Linked DNA regions of Sus scrofa: region 2 is linked to region 1. Evidence: chromatin contacts called from public HiChIP or PLAC-seq data. All regions are on one chromosome and are shown on one strand. Each heading gives the region's core, a stretch centred on a gene start, on an enhancer-like site or on the middle of the called end of the contact. The rest is flanking DNA. Distances are from core to core; before and after follow the strand shown.

Region 1 (4,062 bases), core at 759-3,258:
CCTTTTCTAAAATATGAACAAGAATTGGGTAGAAAATATTTGGAGAAGCTTGCATGTAGTGAGGGTAGGTATTGTTTCTTGCAACTCTTGGGGTGTGTATGTGTGCATGGGTGTTTAGGGGGCTCCAAGTAGGATATATTTTTTCACATGGGTTAGGGTAAAACAAAAATGTCAAGGAGTTCCCGTTGTGGCTCAGTGGGTTAAGAACCTAACATGGTGTTTGTGAAGATGTGGGTTTGATCCCTGGTTTTGCTCAGTAGGTTAAGGATCCAGCATTGCCACAAGCTGCGGTATAGGTCAAAGATGAGGCTCAGATCCCAAATTGCTGTGGCTCAGATCTCTTGTTTCTGTGGCTGTGACGTAGGCCGGCAGCTGCAGCTCCAATTCAACCCCTAGCCCGGGAACGTCCATGTGCCTCAGGTGTGGCCCTAAAAAGAAAAAAAAAAAAAAAAAATGTCGGGAAGACAATGTCTTAGATGCTGTGACAGAAGGTGGCAGGGGGGACTGGAGACCCAGAAGAGGATGTCTGCTACTCCTCCACCTCATGGATGCTTGGCCTGCCGGTAGCCTCCCCTCTGGGGTTCTTCCTTCTCCTCTTAGATGGTAGCTCTGTCTTCCTGCCCTGCCTCAGCTGGGCCCTGGGCCCCTGTCCCCAGGGACCAGGCCTCTCCTGGCTGAGAGCCTCAGGGCCAGTCTGGTTCCCTGGCCACACAACAGGAGAAGGTGCTGGGATCCCTGGCCCAGCAGTGCCCAGCCGGCCCGGCTCCTGTCTCTGCCCCGCTGGATTGGGAAACCGAAGCTCTGGCCAGATGGAGAAATTCTGCTCCCTCCCTAGCTTTCCCAACTGCCCTCCACCCTGTGAAGCTTCGTGCTCATTAACCCATTCCTGGGGGTGGGAGAGGCAGCCCTCACCGGGAGGTATGGGGCTGGGCGGGTGGACACGATGGATGGAAGGTGGGGGGCCAGGGACCCGCTGCTGTGTGTCCTTGCAAATCCCTGGCTTTCTAAAACTCGCTGCCTTGTCTTTCCTCTGGGGAATGCAATCTAGGTGTGACCCACATTCCTGGGATGATTTGAGGTAAAACAGGTGGAAGATGCAAAAGACACGGAAGATCACTCTTCAGATTGTTACCTCACTGCTGGCCTCTATCTCTGTGGGTGCCGTCACGCTGGGGTCCAAGTCACGTATTGGAAAATAGACAGAAGGGGAGCTGGCCTTGGAGTTGGGTCAGGTTCATGTGAGGAGGGGGAGATTTGGTTTGGAACAAAAGACGGAACCAAAAGCTCTTGACCTATGGGGTTCTCAGTCTGAAGGGAGACACAGCCCTGCCTCAGGGAGCCCCTGTCTGAGGGGAGTCCTGTGGAAGTTTCCCTCCTAGGCCTTTCCCCTGGAGAGGGGGTGGCTGCAAGGGGCCCCTGGCGACCCTGCCAGGGCATCACCATCTCTTCCTCTGCAGTGCTTTGTCTGTAGCCTTAAGCGTGGAAGGGTCTGGAAGGTACCAGGAAGGCGACTTCCCCCTCAGCTGGGGCCACCATCACCCTGCTTGCTCTCCCTTCACCAGCTAACCACAGGTCTGCCATCACTTCACAAAAGGGCCTCCTTAGATTGTGGACTCAAAGGGATCTTGGCGATTGAGGGCTGCCAGAGTCAGAGGGGGAACCTGAGGCCTAGGAGGGGGCAGAATCCTTCCTGAGGTCTCATGAGGAGTAACAGCAGAGCCCAAGGGACAGCTGGAGACTGGGGCATGTGGAGCCACCCAGCACGTGTGTGAGTGTGAAGGCGCCATGAAGGAGTGTGTGTGTGTGTGTGTGTGTGTGTGTGTAGGGGAAGGATCCGGCAGGAGCTGCTCCGGGTCCTCTGGGAGCAGAGGTGTGTTCACAGGGTGTCCTTTGCGCATGTCCAGCTCTATCCTGTGTCTCCGGGCAGGGGCGGGGCCGGGGGAGGGCCAGGCCTGGACCAGGGATACCAGACAGGTCTTACCGTCCCCATGCCAAGTCCACCTGGCCCGGCCCTCTTGAGACCAAGGGCAGAGGGCGGTGAGTCATGGATGACTCAGGTGCTGGAGGCCACAGCCACGCATGGCACGTGACAGCCAAGAAGCGCTGGGCCTGTTCCTGGACAGACAGATGACCCAGGAGGCTGACATCTGTATCCTAGACTCAGGAGGCTGAGGCCTGTATCCTAGAGGACAAAGGGCTCCCGTTCAGGCTTGGGAGCCTGGGCCTCCGGAATGGGGCTGACCTTCCTTTTGTCCCGAGCCTTTAGCCCACTGGGCAGCCAAGCGTCCCTCCGGTGGGTTGGGAGCAGAGCTGGGCCGAGCCATCCCTGCTCTCCCAGAGCTGTGGGGTAAGCGGCCTTCACAATGTGAAGTGTTTTCCCAGTTGTTGGGAGCCCGCTGTCCAGCGGTGCGCCCCCCGCCCTGCCCTTAGAGCGCAATCTCTGCCCATGACCCGTGACGGCCCTGCCTTCTTGGTCTGAATGCCAAAACCTCCACCTGCTTCTTGAGCCCAAGGCCTGGGCCGCAGGATGAGACAGTCTGGGGTGTGGACAGTGTCCTGGGTTTGAATCTTCCTGTGTGACCAGAACTGCACAATGTCTTCTCAGGGCCTCCGTCCCACCCTTTGTGCAATGAGGGGTTGGGATGGAAAGCTCCGTGGTTCCTCTGAGCCTCTCCCCTGGCAGGGCTTGAAGGCCAGGCTGAGGCCAAAGCCCAAAAGACACCCCCTCTTTCCTCCGGGCTTGCGGTGGGGGCCTGGGGAGGGGCTGACTGGGGCCGGGAAGGCCTGGCCCAGTGGGCACGTGCCCTGGGGTCCCTGTCCACCCGAGACACCCTGCTGATTACAGGGTGAGCGGCCAGCGCCAGACACTGTAATCTGTCGCCCTCCCTCCTGCCAAGGGCCTGCTGCCGGGCTTCCTTCTGCTTTTTACAACTGTTTTCTAAGAACCCGGGGAAGGGAGAGGCCCTTATCTCCATGGGTTGAGGCTAGAGACAAAAATTGGTGAGGGGAAGGAGGAAGATGGGGGGGGGGGTTGACAAGGGAGTGGGGGAGGGGGGAGGGAAAGAGGACGAGGGGGAGGGGGCTGAAAGGAGAGGGAGTGGGGAGTCGGATAGCAGAGGGCTTTGCCCTGGTTGACAGTTTGAGGAAGAGGAGGGGAATGGAGGGTGGGCGTGTCCCTGCGCTGCCTCTCAGCCCCCAGCTTAGATGTGCCTCCCCAGAGAGACTTCCCTGACCTCATTAGCTAAACACACAAACAAATAAGTAAATCAATATAGCACCCCCATCACTTTCTGTCAATCACAACATTTAATCTGGAAAGGGTGGGTTAGATAGTGTCACTTTCTTTCTTTTTGCTTTTTAGGGCCGCACCTGCGGCATATGGAAATTTCTAGGCTAGGGGTTGAATTGGAGCTACAGCTGCAAGCCTGCACCACAGGCACAGCCACGCAGGATCCGAGCTGCGCCTGTGACCTACACCACAGTGGATCCTTAAGGCTGGATCCTTAACCCACTGAGCGAGGCAGGGGATCAAACCCTCATCCTCATGGATACTGGTCGGAGCCACAAGGGGGAACTGAGCCAAAAGGGGGAAATGAGCCACAAGGGGGAACTCCCAGATGGTGTTATTTTTTGCTCAGATCCCTGCAGTGGTTCCTCATTTTCTTCAGAGTGAAAATCAAAGTCCTCCCAATGGCCTTCAAGGTCCTACCTGATCCCTCCCCAGTCCGATGGCCTTCCTGACTCCAGCTTCGGCTCCTCTCCCCCTCACTGCTTTAACCCCACTGGCTTCCTTACAATACATCATGCCTGCTCCTGCCCCAGGGGCTTTGCACGGCCTTTCTCCTCTACCTGAAACATTCTTTCTCCAGATATCTGCGGGACTCACTCTCTCACCTTTTTCAAGTTTTTGCTCAAACATCAGCTTCTTAAGGATAACTACCCTGAGGGTCCTAATTAAAATGGCAACATGCTGGAGTTCCCGTTGTGGCTCAGCAGTAACGAACCTGACTAGTATCCATAAGGATGTGCGTTCAATCCCTGGTCTCACTCAGTGGGTTAAGG
Region 2 (4,364 bases), core at 1,711-4,210, 290 kb after region 1:
AGCCCACCCCACAGCATCCCCACTCCAGGCTCTTGCTCACCACTAAAGGGAAACAGATGGTGTGGTTAATTGGGGTGTCACAGTGGGCTCTGGCCCTCATTAAGGCAGGGTGGCGGAGGGGAAGGACAGGGAGTGATTTACCAGGTCATAAACAGCAGCTCAGGGAGGACAGTGATGTCACACCCACAGCCCCTAAGGACGGAGGGAGCCATGGACAGAGGACAGAGGCAGGGTGGGGGGGTCAGGCAGGAGCACGGACAGGAGGCTCCTACCCCTTCCCCGATCACTGGGCAGCCTGGGGTAGGCAGAGCCCAGGGACAGCTCCTGGGGAACCCAGATGCTCACAGCCAGCGAAAGTGAATACTCCCCTGGGAGGGAGGGAAGGAGAACTGGGGTGCAGGCAGCAATCACAACGGAGCAGAGACACCCAGGGGAGGGTGAGCAGGACCTGCTGGAGTCTCGCAGATGCTTGGAGGAGAACCTGAGGCCTGCATCTCCCAACCAGAACACCAGAGTCCCATGCAGGCAGCCCAGCTCCGGAACACACACACCCCGCCCCGCAAGAGAGACATGAAGAAAAAGCACATCTGTCCCTCTCCCTAGGAAGCCCTGTTGCCAGAGAGAGCCTGCCTAGGATCAGTCCCCAGCCCTGGCCATCCCTAGCCTGTGTAACCTTGGGCAGCTGCCTTAACTCCTCTGGGCCTCAACTTCCCCATCTGTAAAATGGGTTAATGTTTTCTCATGAGAATTCTACTAGTTAATGGACTCAGAACAGAGCTGACACATAGCTGTTTGTTTGGTTTAGGTTATTCTTTGTAAGGCAAGAGTCCCTGTGTTGGTGAACTGGGGGGCAAGGGAAGCGGGGATTGGCGGGGGGATTCTCATCCCTTCCTGTCACCAGTGGCAGTAGCCTCTGGGGAGCTTCTCTTTGCATAGCCACTATTTCCAACCCCTGAATCCCCCCCTTCACCCCACCAGGATCCCTGGGGAACTGGAGGGACAAGGGGTTCCAACCTGCCCAGAAAGTGAATGATCCAGCCACATTCCAAAGACACCCTGGATAAACAAGAATTAACACTGTTTATGGGCTCCCTGCTATAAGCTGGGGCCCAATGGGGGTGCTCTATCTGCACCTTCCAATTTCATCTTTGAATGAAATACTGGGGTGGGGGGCAGTATTGTTGTCCCACTATATAGATGCAAAAGCCAAGGCCTTGAGAATCAGTGTCCAAAGTCACCCCGAGAACCAGGCATCCTGCCTCCAGAATCTGAGCTCTTCCTTCAAAAGAAGAGTGTGATCCTTGGCCATTGATGTCACAGAGGCTGAAGGACTTTTTAAATGCCGAGTCCCGAAGTTCCCATTGTGGTGCAGCAGAAACAAACCCGACAAGAATTCATGAGGATGCACGGTTCGATCCCTGGCCTTGCTTAGGGGGTCAGGGATCCAGCGCTGCCGTGAGCTGTGGTGTAGGTCACAGATACAGCTCGGATCCTGCATTGCTGTGGCTGTGGGGTAGGCCAGCAGCTGTAGCACTGATTCAACCCTAGCCTGGGAATCTCTATATGCCTCAGGTGCAGCCTTAAAAAGCAAAAAATGCAGAGTCCTAAGATCCTTCTAGACCTAGAGAATCAGAGTCTCTGTGAGTGGGACCCAAAAGTCTATATTTAAATACAATATTTGAACGTCCTCCCACTCAGCACGGCCCCAACCTCAGACCACGGAGATCCCCACAGAAGGCAAAATCAATCTGCACTGGTTATTTCTGGAGGGATGGGAGCATCCCTGCCTCTGGGCCTCCTTTTACTCCTAGGATCCTTCACTCTCCCTCTCCTGGAACTGAGGCCCAAGCAGGCAGAGTCAGGCCAAAGAGGGCAAGAAAACAGGTCTCCAACGTGTCTTGGAGGGGGATGTCCAAAGCATGGGGCCAGAGGACGAACGGGGTCAACAGGGCCACCTCTCTGTCCACTGCAGGGGTGCAGGTGGAATTCAGAGGGACTGACACCCTAGGCGGTGCCAGGGGCCCCACCAGCTGGGGCTGGAGGACCAGATGCTCTTAGCACAGCCCCTCCGCCTGAAGCACCAGGGGAACCCTCTCCCCACTCCGTCTTCCCCTAAACATCTCAGGACGTGATGGGAGCACCGCCCCAGGCTCCCTGAGCCGCGGGGGCAGCAGACACTGGTCTTCAGTAAGGAGTGGAGAGGGATCAGCACACATCACATCACCCTTGGCACAGCCCCCATTGGCGGGCACCCTGCCACCGTGTCAGCCAGCATTCTCCCTGCAGAGGCCTTGTGAGCAGAGGAGGGAGGCCGGGGGGTTGCACCCACTAGCAACGGCCCAGGCCCCTAGAAGCCCCCGACCCCCACCCCTTCGCCCCCGGGCCCTGCCTTCCCTGGGTGCGGTTGGTAGTTCTTTTTTATCTGTGTGACCATTTGCTTTCAGCCTCTCCTCCAGGCTCCGTGAGAACAAGACTGAGTCTGCGCCGTTCACCAGTGTCTCCAGAGCACCTGGCAGGTTTGTTGAAAGAAGAAGAAAGGAAGAAAGGAAGGAAGCTTGAATGAAAGCGCCCCATTCCTGTCCACACCCTTGCCCTTTGCACAGAACCTGCAGGTGCCCAGACTTGGGGGATGGAGCCCATCTTGCCAGAGCTGGGAATCCAAGGTCAACCCCAGAGCAATTCTAAGGCTGTTTGTTAATCAAGGAAGACTTCCCTGTGGAGGGGGCAAGGATCCTGCCGGGTGGCGGGGGGTGGGGAGGGGGGCATGCACGGCGGGGGTGGGGTGGGGAGGGGAGTCCCACCTCACATCTGCTCTTCCTGTTCATCGCCTATTTCCGGCGGGAAGTCCCAGAGGCCAGAGGTTACGTCTGGGTCTCAGGGCCCTCCTCCGTACACCCTCATCGGAGCTGCGCGTGGCAGGCCCAACCATCGGCGGCCTGCTGTGACTCACAGCTCATGAGCCTTTCCTCTTGGCCAGAGATCATCAGGGAGCAGATATTACAGTAACATTACTAACCACATGTCATGGCCATGACCGAGCTTATGCTCAGAGCACCTCCCCCCACCCCGAGGGCACAGTCGTGACCTCACCCTTGAGGGTCAGCAGCAAGGAAAGGCCGTCCTTTCCAGAGGCAGGGGGATGGCCTGGATGATGCTGGTCTGCTGGAGAGTCTGGCTGCACACGCTCGCCTCTCTCCCACCCCAAGCGGCCCAGTTGGGGGAGAGGCTCAACCCCCCGCTGCTCCCGCCCCACCAAGGTGGCCAGGAGGGGGAAGGGGAAGTGGCAGAGGTTTCCCTGTCCTTGCCTTCCTCACTGCCTGGGCCAGGATGCTCATGCTGGGGAAAGTGGCGTCTGAGGATGTGGCCGCAGTGGCCGGCTCCTGGCGCCAGCAGAAATCCCCAAACCCGTCAGTGGACCCTGTTCAGACGCGTCTGCTGACCATGGCACTGAGTAAGTGCTGAGGAGACACTGCAGACTGATGTCACACCACCCCGCCTGCCCTCTCCTCCAGACAGGCCCTCCTGGAACCCAGACCATTCCAGTTCCTCCTGTCAGACCCCGAGACGGCCTGGGGCATCCGCTCCTCCAGGGAGGACTCCCTGGGAAAGAAAGGAACGTGCAGGACCTGGGCTCAGAGCCCAGCTGGGTGCTCATAGCAAAGTCAAACCTCTCTGGGCCTCGATTTCCCCAGCTGTAAAGTGGGACTAAGATGAGCTGCCCCTTGGGCGGCCATGAGAAGAAGTGCACCTGCACCGGCCGGGCAATGAACAGACTACAGCCCATGGCAGCCAGTCTTGGTGTTGCACTGCTGCCATTAATAGCTCCAGGCAGGCAATATCGAGTCTCAGGAGGAACTGGGGCATCAGGGAAGGGAGGGAAGCAGGGCTGTAGGAGGGGGGAGTTGGGAAGGCCCCGACCACCCTCTATGGGTTATGGACTAAAGGAACGAGGGGCTGGTGGCAGACACTGTTGCCCTCCAAACATCCCACCCTCCCCAGTTTTCAGCAAGACCCCCATGGGAAAGCATCCCTTGGGCCAGGGATGGCTGGGGGACTGAGAGATGGCCAGGGGGGTATAAGCAGAGTGTGACTTCCAGGACATTTCCTTAAAGGGAAGATGCAGGCTCTTCTTCAGTGCTGTCTTCCTCCTTCCCACTGGCTGGAGCTCCAGCGGCTGTCTTGAGCCATGAAATGACCTTGGACATGGAAATGACACCTAGCAAATCAATATGCTAGAGGGGGCCTGGGCCCCTGATGGCACCTAGCTATCAACCCACATTCAAGTACAGGAGCAAAAAAATGCACAGGGTGTAGACTCACGTGCAACTGAGTGGGGTGGGAGGGATGGGGTGCCCAGGAGAGAG

What was found. HiChIP or PLAC-seq counts read pairs in DNA pulled down with a chosen protein or histone mark.
Region 2: an H3K27ac HiChIP or PLAC-seq map of alveolar macrophages shows a contact between it and region 1. The contact joins two enhancer-like sites. A contact is called at or near these places in 1 of 47 Hi-C or Micro-C datasets (epiblast stem cells) and 1 of 2 datasets of contacts at active chromatin or transcription factors (alveolar macrophages).

Annotation. Positions count from the first base shown.
Region 1 is chr7:38,771,878-38,775,939 of Sscrofa11.1, forward strand. No RefSeq gene overlaps it. Among named protein-coding and RNA genes, the nearest start is that of TRNAV-AAC, 21 kb to the left of the region's middle. Within about 2 kb of position 2,009, at least 19 of the 83 cell types and tissues checked have an H3K27ac peak or open chromatin away from gene starts, as enhancers often do. A contact at or near this core is called in alveolar macrophages, where this site is marked.
Region 2 is chr7:39,059,916-39,064,279 of Sscrofa11.1, forward strand. No RefSeq gene overlaps it. Among named protein-coding and RNA genes, the nearest start is that of C7H6orf223, 69 kb to the left of the region's middle. Within about 2 kb of position 2,961, at least 30 of the 83 cell types and tissues checked have an H3K27ac peak or open chromatin away from gene starts, as enhancers often do. A contact at or near this core is called in alveolar macrophages, where this site is marked.